Regions from separate parts of the Oryctolagus cuniculus genome. Here region 1 is linked to region 2. The links are chromatin contacts, called in public Micro-C maps. All regions are on one chromosome and are shown on one strand. The core of a region is the stretch at or near the end of the contact, and the rest is flanking DNA. Distances in the headings are between cores, read along the strand shown. Region 1 overlaps WIPF1 (WAS/WASL interacting protein family member 1). Region 2 holds the start of WIPF1 (WAS/WASL interacting protein family member 1).

Region 1 (6,622 bases), core at 364-2,863, 45 kb after region 2:
ACGTTCTGCACAGTCCCTGCACGATGCACCTCGAAGCTGCAAGGGTCATGGGAAACCAGGAAAGTCTGAGGAGCTGACACAGCCAGGGTTAGCCTGAGGAGCGTGGTGACTGAATGTCATGTGGAACAGGAAAAGGACATCAGATGCGAACTCAGGAAGTTGAGTAAACCACGGGCTTTACTTAATGGTGCATCCCTGTTGGTTTATTAATTATAATTTATATTTCATCCTGATCCTAATATGTTAATGTCTAGAGACTGAGCGTAGGAGGTATGAGAACTCTCCCTACCGTCCGTTCATTTTTTCTGAGAATCTACAGCTGTCATGAAAAACATAGTCTGTTAAAAATGTGTATGTGTCTAGGCAGAAGGAAAAATTCACAGAGAGAAGGCCTGTTAGGGATTTTTAAAGAGAAATGATAAACTGTTTGTTCAGACTTTTAAAAATGCCCATGAGAGCACAGCTTAAGCAGAACATACATAATCTTTGTTGAAAAATGGAACTGGCAGTTTAACCCAGAGTGGGACACTTCCAGATACCTTCAAATGGAATCATTATTATTTTTCATCTGTGTAGTATTTTGTTTTTTCCCAAGTTCTTTGTGATTTCTGACTCCAAGATGGCAGCTTTGCCGTGTCTGTAGCGTGGACAGGCGTCCTGGCCTCACCGGCTAACCTAAAAGTGCGGCTCCATCAGAAAGCCTGCCATCACTGGCAGGGTGGTGACAGTTCTGGGTGTTTTCAGAGCCAGCGGTGCAGTCAGCGGTGGGTCCCCGACCCTGGCTCCTGGGGCTGCTTTTCTTCCGTGGGGCGTCCCCTACGGAAAACTTCCCTGGGGAATTGCAGGGTAATAGCTTCAAGACGTGGGTCTTGCCTACAGTTACCTTTCTCAAAGACACAACCAAATCCCTTGGAAAGCGGTTTTTAAAGAGAGTGCTGTCAGAGCAGCCACACAGAAACAGCTCTGGGGTTTGTGCGCCGAGTCATGCCGGCCGCCCTGTGGGACATTCCCTCAGTCCAGGACATGGTTTTACTCCCACTCACCACTTCCTACATCCACAAATTACGGTCTGCCTGGACCTTTCTGAGCGCTGCGGGCACTGGAAAGAGGAAGACAGCAACCAGAAAGCTAGAAATGGCGCCTCAGGCTCTTGCCTTGACCCTGCCCCAGGTGCCTCCTGGTCTCCCCTGTCCAGGGCAGAGAGAGGCAAATCTGGGCATTCTCCAGGGGGCTGTTTCGGGGTCATCCTTGGAGCCCCCCTTGCCCAGGGCTCATCCCCGCCCCTCCTGCCCCCAGAAAGACAATGCCAGTGCTTGCAGGGGAAACCAAGAATTGGTGTATTTTGGAGGCTGGTGGTTTGGGGGGGGGGGAGGTGCGGGAAGCATTTGTCAGTTGTTCAGCTGGGATGCGGCTTTGTTTTCTGAATCAAGGCTGAGTGCACACTGCCTGACAGCAGGACTAAATAGACGCCGTGCCAACTTGAGACTGGCCAGGAAATTCAGGTTGAGTGGCTAAGACAGCAGTAGGATCCAGAACCCTGACCGAGACCTGGGTGTGCTTCTTCAATGTGGTGCTCCCCTAGAAAAGAGTGTGGGGACATCCTGGAGGCCACACCCACCAGGGCCCCTCCTCAGCAGCTCTTGGGGGTTGGCCGGAGAGCACCCAGGCTCCAGGCTTCACCACAGGGTGCTGCCCCTGCTCAGCGGCACCCCGCAACCCCAGCATGAGGGGCCTGGGGCTGAAGACTGTCCCTGCCATCCCTCCCTCCCTGTGGAGTCAAGAGATGCTGGGGGCCCAGCCCTTACTCCCCCTGGCCTGTTTCTTTACCTGCGCCCAGGGAGCACCCTGGACAAGCTGGGGGACCCCCACAGAGACGGTCATTGCTGTAACCATGGGGTTACCCCATGTGGAGCGAGCAGCGAGCCGATCTTATCACATGCCTGTGACCAGGCTGAGAGGCAGTGGAAGAAGGTGCAGTGAGGAAGTGTGATGTCACGTGCAGCAGTTACAGGAAACTGACTAGAAGACAGCAGGGGAACTTGAGAACTCCTCTTTTTCAGCGGACTAAAACAACTCAGGTCAGTGCTTATTTTTTTCTCCAGGAAACCTTTTGTAGTCACCCTAAAATACCTAACCGATTCTCTTTTCTTGACATGTCTTTAACTGTTTCTCTAATGGGAAGAAATTGCTCTGGGTTTGTGTGTATGGACCAGTGCATAGCTGCTAACCGCACGTTGTTAGAGGAACAAACATTGAGCCATTATGGTGAAAATGAAATTCTCAGAAGCTCTTGCTTCCTTGTTTAAAACTTCGGTGCCTTTTAAATACACAAAACTTCAGATGTTCATGAAATAACTTATTTTATGGAGTTCAGCGAAGCCTCCCCTCGTTGTTGCTGATTAGCATAAATCTGAAATGGGATAGATCAGCTTGTGTTTGCAGATGTATGTGGGGTGTTCAGCGGCATCAGAAAATGCAGAAATGCTGCGCATAAAAACATGGGCCGCAAGGCTGTGGGCAGAAGGTGGCTGTGTTCAGTGGACTTTCCATCTCACAAAACTCGTTTGTTTTGCCTTGTATATCATATTAAAATGATTTGTCAGGTCTTTATTAATTCTTGAGTTTGTTTTTTTATTTCTGCCCTCTTTTTCCCCCCTTTCCTTCTCTTTACTGACATAAACGGCAGCAGAGAGGAAGGGGTTGGGCAGCTTGAACTTGAGATGAGGAAGTCTTTGCCTGCATAAGAGTTTAAGAAGCCAGAGCAGCGGGGAGCTGCAGCACAGCAGAGCCTGCAGAGGCCATGAGGCTGAGCTGTTCCTAGAGCTCTCTTCTCTGCCCTGAGCTTCTGTGGAAGGGAAGATTGGAGGGTGTACTGAAGAGCCAGACGTGTGGCTGGAGAGTTGGAAAACAGGAACCCAAAAACATCTGAAAGGCCCGAGATGATCCATCCTGTGGCCAGTGAGGGACAGTTTCCAAGAAGTCAATAAAAGGCCCTTACACGGTGGCCCCTGGGGTTCTCAGCCTCACAAGAGTGCTTCAAGATGGACTGAAAGGGGAAGTTTATTCTGGTGCAAAACATTTTGAGATCTGTGCATAAGAGGGGGTCTTCAAAAAGTTCATGGACAAATGCATGTTATGGAAAACTGCACATAGAGATTTCTAAAAAGTGCACCAAAATAAACTTAGTTTTTCATCCTGCTTCCATGAGCTGTGTATCTGGAACACGGAAATGCCTCTAATCTGAGTTAGGGAAGGTAATTGTTGGGTCCTTGAACTGTCGGTAAGCTCTAGGACAGGCCAGCCAGACAGGTTGCTGGGCTTTTTTTGGATGTTTTGGAACACATGTTAGATGCGGCTCTGCGTGAACGCAGTCGGGCGGGCTGGGCAGCAGCCGGGCTTCCGGTTCCATCCGCGTCTTCATTCCAGCCCAGAGGGTGCTCCAGGAGGAGGGCGTCACGGCGTCGTGCGTTGTTTATATCCCGTGATGAAAGAAAAATTGTTGTTGATGATGTCCTCAGATTGCCACATATTTTTCATTTTTTGCTACCGTGTTATGCAAGAAAATGGAGAGGAAGCAGGCAGACTCGGGGAGGAGCCTCAGCCTGGCCGCTGCAGAGCCCCCCTCCCCCAGCTCTGATGGGGGCCCGCGGTGGGGATTGGACTTTATTGTGGACTGGAGCCCTTTATGCAAGCACCTGGAGGAGACCCTGGGGTGGGCGCCACAGTGGGATGCGCCTGACGCCGTCCGGTGAGCACCAGCACTAGGCTCCCAGCTCAGCACTGGCTGCACACCTCCGTTTTGCTTTGCTCTTTCACTTCGAGCCTTGCTGATAGGGGAGTGTGGTGTCGTGCTAACCTGCTGCACACACTGGAAAGGGGCTTTTGGTTCCAGTGCTCGCCAGACGGGCCTGAGTTCGCCCTTGCAAATGCATCGGTCCACAAGGGGCGCCCACTCCTTCGGGGGCATCTGGGTCTCCCTGGCCGTTTCTTAGCCCCTCCTCCGCCTTTCGGCTTCCGCTGCATACCTTCGTGTTTGCGATGCAGGCAGAGGGTGCTGGAGCACCCCTGTTAGGCGGCGCCTCGGGGCTGGGGCTGGGGCTGAGGCCTGCGAGGAGCTGGAGCATCCCGGTGGCAGGTGGAGAGCACCGGGGCCGTGAGTCTCGAGTGTGCATTTTAGGCAGGAGTTACCGCGGGGCTGAACACCGAGTTCAGTTCAAAGGTCAGAGTGGAAAGAGACCAGTAGTCACCTTTATTTAGCCCAGTGAGAAAATGGTGACATTCGCGGGGAAGAACATTATGGACACATTACTGAATTCTCGAAGTAAGAACAGGGCTGACTGCACAGCTCCCTCTTCTCCACACCCTCACCTGCCAGGGCACTTCAAAAAGGTCATGGACAATGGCATGAAAACGTATTATTTTAGTGCAAATGATTTTTAAGCACATGCAGTTTTTTCATATATGTGTTTTTCATGAACTTTTTGAAGAGCTTTCGTGTGTGTGGATTTCAGGAATTTTTGCATCAAAATAAATGTCTTTTCCTCCCATTTTCTGTGGAGCTCCCGCAGTGCCCTGATACAGGCCTCTCCTCTTGAGTCCCGGCTAGCTCGAGTCACGCTTCAAGTAAGCATGCACAGCTGTGGATGGATACACACCAAACACTCGTGTTAGTAACGACAAGAAAATAAGAAAGAAAACTCTGAGGAGGGCAGCCTTTACAGGATAGAATTCATTCATCTTTGGTCACATTGTGAGTTGCCGGAGCAAATCCAGAGGCCCAACCCTCTGGGGAGAAGTTCCTGGGCACTGTTACCACGGTGACACAGGAGGATGCTGGGATGCAGAGGGCTGGGTTTCAATAAAACACACATAACGTACACTGTGCCGTCCTAACTGTGAAGTGTATGGTTTAGTACTGTTAAGTGTATTTACGTTGTTGTTCAGCCAATCTCCAGAACCTTTTCATCCTAACTGAAACTTGACAGCCACTAAATAGCTCCCTGTGGCCCCTCTCCCACCAGGCCCTGGCAACCATCATTCTACCTTCTGTTACTAGGAGCGTGACTGCTCTAGGTCGCTCATACGCATACATGTGGAATCATGTGACTGCTTTATTTCACTTAACAGCTTTCGCATCTATCACGTGGTAGCATGTCAGAATTTTATTTCTTTTGAAGGCTAAATACCATTTTGTTGTAGGTATATGTCATAATTCCTTTGTCCATTCATCTGCTGTTTGGGCTGCCTCCCTCTTTTGGCTGTTGTGAATGATGCTGCTGTGATCATGAAAGCGCGAATCTCTCTTTGGGACCCTGCACTGTTTTTTGCCTATAACCTAGAAGCGGGATTGCTGCATCATCATAAGGCAATTCTGTGTTTAGCTTCTGAGATTCACCCAGGAATATGCCTTTGCATCCCATCCTCCCTCCAAACAGACCACCTGGAGGATAACCCCAGAGTGCCGTGGTGGGGGAGACGCGGCAGCTTGGCGCCGCCTGGGTGGTGACTCGTAGGAGGCGCTGTCTTCTAACTGAGATGGACACCCATCCCACTGCCAGGGAAGGGATTGCCCGTGTGCCTCATCCGTCTCTCCCTCTGCTATTTCAATTTCCCTCCATTTCTTCGTTAGTCAGAAGGTTAGTGCTGTTAAAAAGAAAAAATCCTCCATTGCTTCCTCTCTGCCAAGAAATGGCACCAGAAAATGACAAGAATGGCTACGTTTGTTATGAAAATGACAAGAACGGTTTATGAAAGGGCAGAGAAAGCTTTTCCTGGGAAAGAATAAACTGGGAATAGATGCGTTGTCAAAGTGGAAGTCTGACACAGTGTAACTGCCTAGCGTGTGTGACAGCCCATGCCTGCATGGTGCATGCCAGCCATATACTGCCCACACTGTAAATTCTCAGTGCATATGAGAGCTTGCTGCTTGATTCCAGTGACATATTCACCAGAGTGCTTATTCTGGTATTTTCTGGCATGAATTCAGCTTTTTTCTTCCTGTGGTCATGCCTAAATTTTAATACGTCGTATTTCAAATTAACTCTGTATTATTTTGTATTCCTAGTATGGCTTAAAAACAGCCTTTTGTCACAGTAGGATACAAGATATGAATGTGTGTGTGTGTGTGTGTGTGTGTGTGTGTGGTATAATAGGGGGAAATTCTTTAGAACATAAGTTTTGTCAATTAAAAGTCATTCTGGTATCTTAGAGCCTTCAGATATTTGGACTCTGCTGCTGGCTCCGGACCAGGGAGTTGTTCCTAACTACCCATCTAGATGCATTGGGAGGGTCTGTCGTTGCACTGTCCCTTCTGTAAGTCACCGCTTTGCTCAATGGTGGTGACTTGGAGCACCGTCTTTGATTTCCAGGCCAGCAGCAGGTAGACTTAGTCTTCCTCAGAGGCTTAGGGAACCTGCGGAATGATCCTGACTCCTAAACACTGGGGTGGGACCAGCAGCGGAGAGGCTGCCCAGCTCTGCAGGAGGCCGCGGAGAGGGGGCTGGGAAAGGGGGAGAACTGGAGTTCCAACTCCGCCTCCTCATTGCCCTGTGACTTCTCAGGAAAGCCCCAGTCCAGAGGCCATTTCACCAAGGGAGCATTCTTGATGACCGGCCAGCAGCGC
Region 2 (6,452 bases), core at 3,349-5,848:
CTGCACCAAACACCCACCCATGTTCTTTGGTTCTTAATGTGATACTGAGTGAAACAGGAAAACAAGCAAGAGGAATGGATGACGACGATGACTGTAGTGGTGACAGTAGCTACAACAACAGCAAGAAGAAGAAGAATGAACCTTTCTTGAATACTTACTAAAGTCAGATACCATGCATACAAGATACTGCAAAAAGTTCATGGGAAAAGGAAATTAAAGGATGTTTATTGGGGCCGGCGCTGTGACGTAGTGGGTAAAGCTGCTGCCTGCCGTGCCGACATCTCACATGGGTGCTGGTTTGAGACCAGGCTATTCTACTACCAATCCAGCTCTCTGCTATGGCCTGGGAAAGCATAGAAGATGGCCCAAGTCCTTGGGCTCTTGCACCCGTATGGGAGACTTGGAAGAAGCTCCTGGCTCCTGGCTTCAGGTTGGCACAGCTCCGGCCACTGCAGCCCACTGGGGAGTGAACCAGTGATGGAAGACCTCTCTCTCTCTCTCTCTCTCTCTCTCTCTCTCTGCCTTTCTTTCTCTGTGTAACTCTCTCAAATAAATAAATCTAAAAAGAAAAAAAGATGTTTATTTTGGTGTAAAATAACTTCAAAATCCATACATAGTTTTTTAATAGCACACATTCTTCATAGACTTTTTTTTTTTTGACAGGCAGAGTGGACAGTGAGAGAGAGAGAGACAGAGAGAAAGGTCTTCCTTTGCCGTTGGTTCACCCTCCAATGGCCGCCGCGGCCGGCGCGCTGCGGCCGGTGCACCGCGCTGATCCGATGGCAGGAGCCAGGAGCCAGGTGCTTTTCCTGGTCTCCCAGAGAGGTCTGGTCTCCCATGGGGTGCAGGGCCCAAGCACCTGGGCCATCCTCCACTGCACTCCCTGGCCACAGCAGAGAGCTGGCCTGGAAGAGGGGCAATGGGGACAGAATCCGGTGCCCCGACCGGGACTAGAACCCGGTGTGCCGGCGCCGCTAGGCGGAGGATTAGCCTAGTGAGCCGTGGCACCGGCCCTTCATAGACTTTTTTTAAAAACAGTTTTTTCTTATTTATTTGAAAGAGTTACAGGGGCAGAGGGGGAGATCTTCTATTTGTTGGTTTACTACCTAGATGGCCGCAATGGCCAGAGCTGGGCCAGGCCAAGCCCAGGAGCTTCTTCCAGGCCTCGCATACAGGTGGTAGACGCCCAAACACTTAGGCCACCTTCTGCTGCTTTTCCTAGGCCATTAGCAGGGAGCTGGATCAGAAGATCAGATAGGATGCCCATATGGGAAACGGGTGTCACAGGTGGCGACTTTACCTGCTATGCCACAATGCTGGCCCCTTTTATGGACTTTTTAAAAGACCCCTGTCTGCATGGACTAGAAGTTTAAGCATCAAAACAAAATTATCTTTTAATTCCATTTCCCATGGACTGTTTGAAGTGCCCCTGTGTTATTTCACATACATTAACTCAGGGCAGCCCTGCACCCTGATCAGGAGGAGCGTGGTGGGAAGTCAGTAAGAGGACCCCAGCAACCTGTGCCTACTGACACACACATTCTGCTTAACACCCTCACCCCACACGTGGGCTGGATTGAGTGACTTGCATCCAAGGCGCAGAACACAGCACAGTGACAAGATGTCACTTTCAAGGTCAGTAGAAGACTGAAGCTGCCATCTATGGTACCCCTCTTGCCCACTCCAAGGAAGAACAGGTGCCACGCTGTGGGCTGCCCCGTTGAGTCATGGCAAGGCCCCGAGGTCTCCAGCCAACAGCCACTGAGTGACCCTGAAAGAGAGCCTCCTCTATCACGCCTTGAGAAGACTGCAGTCCTAGGAGAGGCCGTGAGCCAGAACCACCCAGCTAAGCTATTCCCAGAGCCTGAGCCCACCGAAATCACGAGATAAGGAACCTGTACTGTTTTGAACCACTGAATTTTGAGGGTAATTTTTTGCATGGCAATAGACAACTAATACAAGGGGATTATCTTCATTTTAAAGATACAGAAACCAAGGCTTAGCTACCTGCTCCAGGTCACAGTGTCTGGAAATCCAAGAGCCAAGAAATTCAAGAGACAACCTAATCAAGAGCCCAAATACTTCACCATTGCCCATGCAGCTTCCTGATAAAAGAAATGATGAAGAGGCTTTGTTTACGAGGTATTTCAGGTCCTATACAACGCCATTGTAAGTAAATTGTCACTAACATTCTGGAGAGCAGTTGGCAGTACCTCTCAAAATATATAAGCCCTTCCATCTTGTACTCCTACTTAACTAGATGTTACTGCTGTAAGTTAGAATACTAACTTTTATTAGTTAAGATATAGATACATGGGCATTTAAGAGCATGTTTATTGTATATTTTTAAGAGGTGAATAACTAAAAGTAACATAAATGTCCAGTAACAAAGGATTTTGGTTGAACTATGATACGATGTACAGCAAAAGACTAGAAATTCTTAAAATAAAAGAATGAGGTAAGGGGCTGGCGCCCGGCTTGTGGGGAGCAACCCGGACTGGACTGAGTTACTGGAATTAAGACTTATTCTATGCATCTGCTCTCCCACAATATGGCGCTGGGAGAGGAGAAAACAGCTTCTACACAGCTGCCTCCAGTTCAGCCAATAAACAGCAGGAGCTGCTCCTGATTGGAGGAGAGCAGCGTACTCGGCGTGTGGGCAGCTGAGCACGGATTGGCGGAGGAGGACTATAAAGGAGGAGAGAGACGGCATGCACCAGGAACATCTAACGGGAACATCTAAGGGGAACACCTGAGCAGCCCCCGAGAGAGCCGGCCGGCGGTGTGCCGCTCCCCTGCGGAAGTGGGGAAAGTGGCCAGGGGGAACCGCCCTTCCACGGAGGTGGAAGGGATAGTAGCCAACCCGGGAAGAACCAGCAGCAAACCCGGGAAGGGCCGAGCAGACGAAAGAACAGCGCAGGGTCCTGTGTCGTTCCTCCACGAAGAGGGGGAGCGACATAATGGTGCCGTGACTCGGATAGGAAACCTAGGCAGGGCTTAGTGTCGTTCCTCCGCAAAGAGGGGGAGCGCCGCGGCTCACTAGGCTAATCCTCCGCCTTGCGGCGCCAGCACACCAGGTTCTAGTCCCGGTCGGGGCGCCGGATTCTGTCCCAGTTGCCCCTCTTCCAGGCCAGCTCTCTGCTGTGGCCAGGGAGTGCAGTGGAGGATGGCCCAGGTGCTTGGGCCCTGCACCCCATGGGAGACCAGGATAAGTACCTGGCTCCTGCCATCGGATCAGCACGGTGCGCTGGCCGCAGCGCGCTGGCGGCGGCCGTTGGAGGGTGAACCAACGGCAAAGGAAGACCTTTCTCTCTCTGTCTCTCTCTCTCTCACTGTCCACTCTGCCTGTCAAAAAAAAAGAATGAGGTAAGGGCCAGCTTGGGGCCCGGTGGGGTTAAGCTGCTGCCTATAATGCCCCATCCTATATGAGCATAGGTTCTGGTCTCAATTGTTCCACTTCCAGCAGCTTCTTGCTAATGCGCCCAGGGAAAGCAGTGGAAGTTGTCCTGAGTTCTTGGGCCCCCACAGCCACAAGGGAGACCCTACATTAGCTTCCAGTGACCCAGCCCTGGTTGTAGCTGCTCTTTGGGGGAGTGAACCCGCAAATGGAAGATCTGTCTCTTTGTTGCTCTCTCTTTCAAATAAATAAATTTTAAAAAGATTTATTTACTTTGAAAGTCAGAGGTAACACAGAGACGGAGAAAGATATCTTCCATCTGCTGGTTCAATCCCCAGATGGCTTCAACGGCATGCAGGAGCTCCACCTGGGTCTTCCACGTGGGTGCAGGGGCTGAGCACTTGGGCCATCCTCCATTGTTTTTCCCAGGACACCATCAGGGAGCAGGATCAGAACCCGCACCCATATGGGATACTGGGTACTCGCCACAAAGTCGGCCCCAATAAATAAATCTTATAAAAATTTTTAATTAAAAATTTAAAGCAAATATATACAAATGGATTTACTTAGGGACAGAAAGTCTCCAACGGTAACAGAAGAGTTACCCGTGACTAGCATGTCACAGCACAAGCCTGCACCAGCGAATGGTGCAGGAGCAGAGAGATCCTAGGGCCTTGGTTCCGCAGCACCTCCATTCCGGCCTCCCCGCCTGCACTCACAGGACACGGGGCCTTGGGGTGCGAGCAGTACGGCTCAGTGGTTACGACACCCACCAGAGCTACTTGTCCTCATTTTCAAATGCCCGGAGGTCCGTACAGCTGGCCCTGGGGGCGTCGGCCTGCACCGTGGGCCGGGGTCTCCCAGCTGGACTCGGGAGCCCCGTTGCTGCGCACCCGTCTCCTCCGAGGCCGTGGGCAGCGGACTAGCACCGCATCCCCACGGGCAGCGCGCGCACGTCCCCCACGCCTCTCCCGGCGACAGCGGATGCAGGCAGGGCCTCTGCGAGCTGCGCTCCGTCTGCAAAATGAACTTGGATTTAAGGCATCTGTTCTTGGAGAACAGGAGGCAGAGGCTTTCCCCTAGCAGGGGAAGCGGGACGCCCCCTCCAGGTCCCGCTCCTCGGGGAGCAGCCGGGAGCACGCGAACTCGCAGCCCGAGGGGAGGGCGCGGCGCGCGGGGGCGGGCGCAGGGCCGGCGGCGGGGCCGCGGCGGGGGACGCGAGCCGAGGGGGAGGGCTTACATCCCGGCCAAGTTCCCGGATGGTCGCGGCCTCCCGGCGCCGAGCGCTTTTCCTGCCCGCCCGGACCCAGGGAGAAGTTTCCCAGAAAAAATGCCCGGCGCGCCACGGGGCCCTGGAGCCGCCCGGAGCCGCTGCGCGGTAAGGGACGCGCGGGGACGAGACCTGGCGTGTCGGGGGACGCCGCGAGGCCGGGGCTCGACGGCGGGGCTCGGAGGCACCTCTTGGCACACGGGAGCCGCGGGTGGGGCCGCCGGCGACGTCGAGCCCGGTCCCCTGCGGGCCGTGGGTGCGGGCGCGGGGCCCCGGAGGAGCGCGATTCAGGGCGGGACCGGCGTCCCTGGGAGGAAGGGGCCGCGGACGGGCGCAGCGCGGGACGCCGGCGCTCCGGGGCTGGGCGCGCCACCGGGCTCCGCGGACCCAGGGCCAGCCCCTGGAGTTAGGGACCTGCTGCCGCCGCAGTCCACCTCGCGGGGATCGCATCTGCGTCCCCCACGCGCGGGCAGAGAGGGTCTTTCGGGCATCCCCCGGGCCGCGGCCATCCTCGCTGCTGCAGCAGGCGCGCCGCTTCCCCGCCAACCTCCCCGCAGGGCGGCGCACGCCAGGAGAGGCACCGCCGGTCCCCGCCAGCGCGCGTCTCCCGGGGCCTCTCGAAACTCCCCGGACGGCTTCCCTTCCTTTTTCTCACACTTTTCTGCTTGAAGCAAGTTGCCAGTGTGTGAGGGGAACCAGCTGATCCAGAGCCTCAACTGGTGGTTCGACTTTGGACCGAGATTAACAAAGGGCGTGTCTGTGAGGATCTGGGCCGGGCGGGGTCCGCGCCGTCCCGCTGGAACGCGCCCCGGTGCCCCGGACTCCCCAAGCGCCCAGGGTCGCCCTCGCCAGCCCGGCCCCCTTGGAGCCTCCCTGAACCCCCCTTTGCCGCACCGCTAACCCTCATACCCCAGGCGGGTGGAGCGTATTCCCATCCTTGGCTGGGTTTTCTTTGCCAGTTTCCCAAAGTGATTTCAGAACAAAACTGTAGCTTCATTTTGAGTCACTAAATATTTTGTTCCGCCTCAAAAACTCCCTTTGGTGTAACTTAAAAAGCAGCCCCGAGACATTTTCAGCTTCACGTTGTAAATCGCCTTCTGCCTTTCCGGAGCGAGAAAGCCCGCTCCAGTTGTCAGCTCGTCTTTCCCCACCCTGCAGTGCTCACCACCCTGCCTTCTCCCTGCCCCCCGCCCCCCCCCCCCACACGTTTACTTCCTCAGGGCCCTGGAGGTGCTCTGCAAATCCGCAGCTCCGACTAGGAGCCGCGAGCGAGCGCAAGCTGCACGCTCCATTCTGCAGGTGTAATTGAAACTGATCAACCACACCCTCTCGACCCGCGCTGTGGCTTGGGCTCCTGGACACACTGTAAGGTCGTGTGACGTAGAGCAAAGAGATAGGTAGGCAAGTTAAGACTGGGGGGATTTAGAATGACCTCACTTCCGTGCCTTTTCACAAATTAAGTGTCTCCCGCGTGCTGAGCTCTTTCTGGTGCCATTGGGTGTGTCCTGCAGCTGGATCCGTGGTGGGATCCTAACCTTTGCTGTTCCTCCCTCACAGCCTGTGAGGGTCAAGTGGAATGGATAATGAGGTGTGGGAGAGCAAAAGCAGTGTGGTCCACACCGCACCAAGACCCAGAGTGGTGATGAGCTGAAGGGAGCCCCGTTGTGGACAGTGTTCATTCAGTATTGGCTGTGCATGCTGCCTGGTGTATCCAGGTGTTCCCAACTGGTAGTGATTTTAAGAACACAAGCAGCTTCCACAACACACACTAGGAGAATAAAATGA

The links. A called contact is a pair of places that touch in the nucleus more often than the background predicts.
Region 1: a Micro-C map of ear pinna shows a contact between it and region 2, with 2.1 times the contacts expected there. The contact joins the enhancer-like site here to the promoter of WIPF1 in region 2. A contact is called at or near these places in 3 of 6 Hi-C or Micro-C datasets (ear pinna, psoas muscle and an unstated tissue).

Annotation. Positions count from the first base shown.
Region 1 is chr3:66,517,793-66,524,414 of mOryCun1.1, forward strand. All of the region lies in intron 1 of WIPF1 (WAS/WASL interacting protein family member 1), which reads left to right. Among named protein-coding and RNA genes, the nearest start is that of WIPF1, 47 kb to the left of the region's middle. Within about 2 kb of position 1,614, at least 1 of the 8 cell types and tissues checked has an H3K27ac peak or open chromatin away from gene starts, as enhancers often do. A contact at or near this core is called in ear pinna, where this site is marked.
Region 2 is chr3:66,469,417-66,475,868 of mOryCun1.1, forward strand. It overlaps WIPF1 (WAS/WASL interacting protein family member 1), which reads left to right and starts at 4,599. Exons shown (of 8, transcript XM_008258766.4): 1 at 4,599-4,775.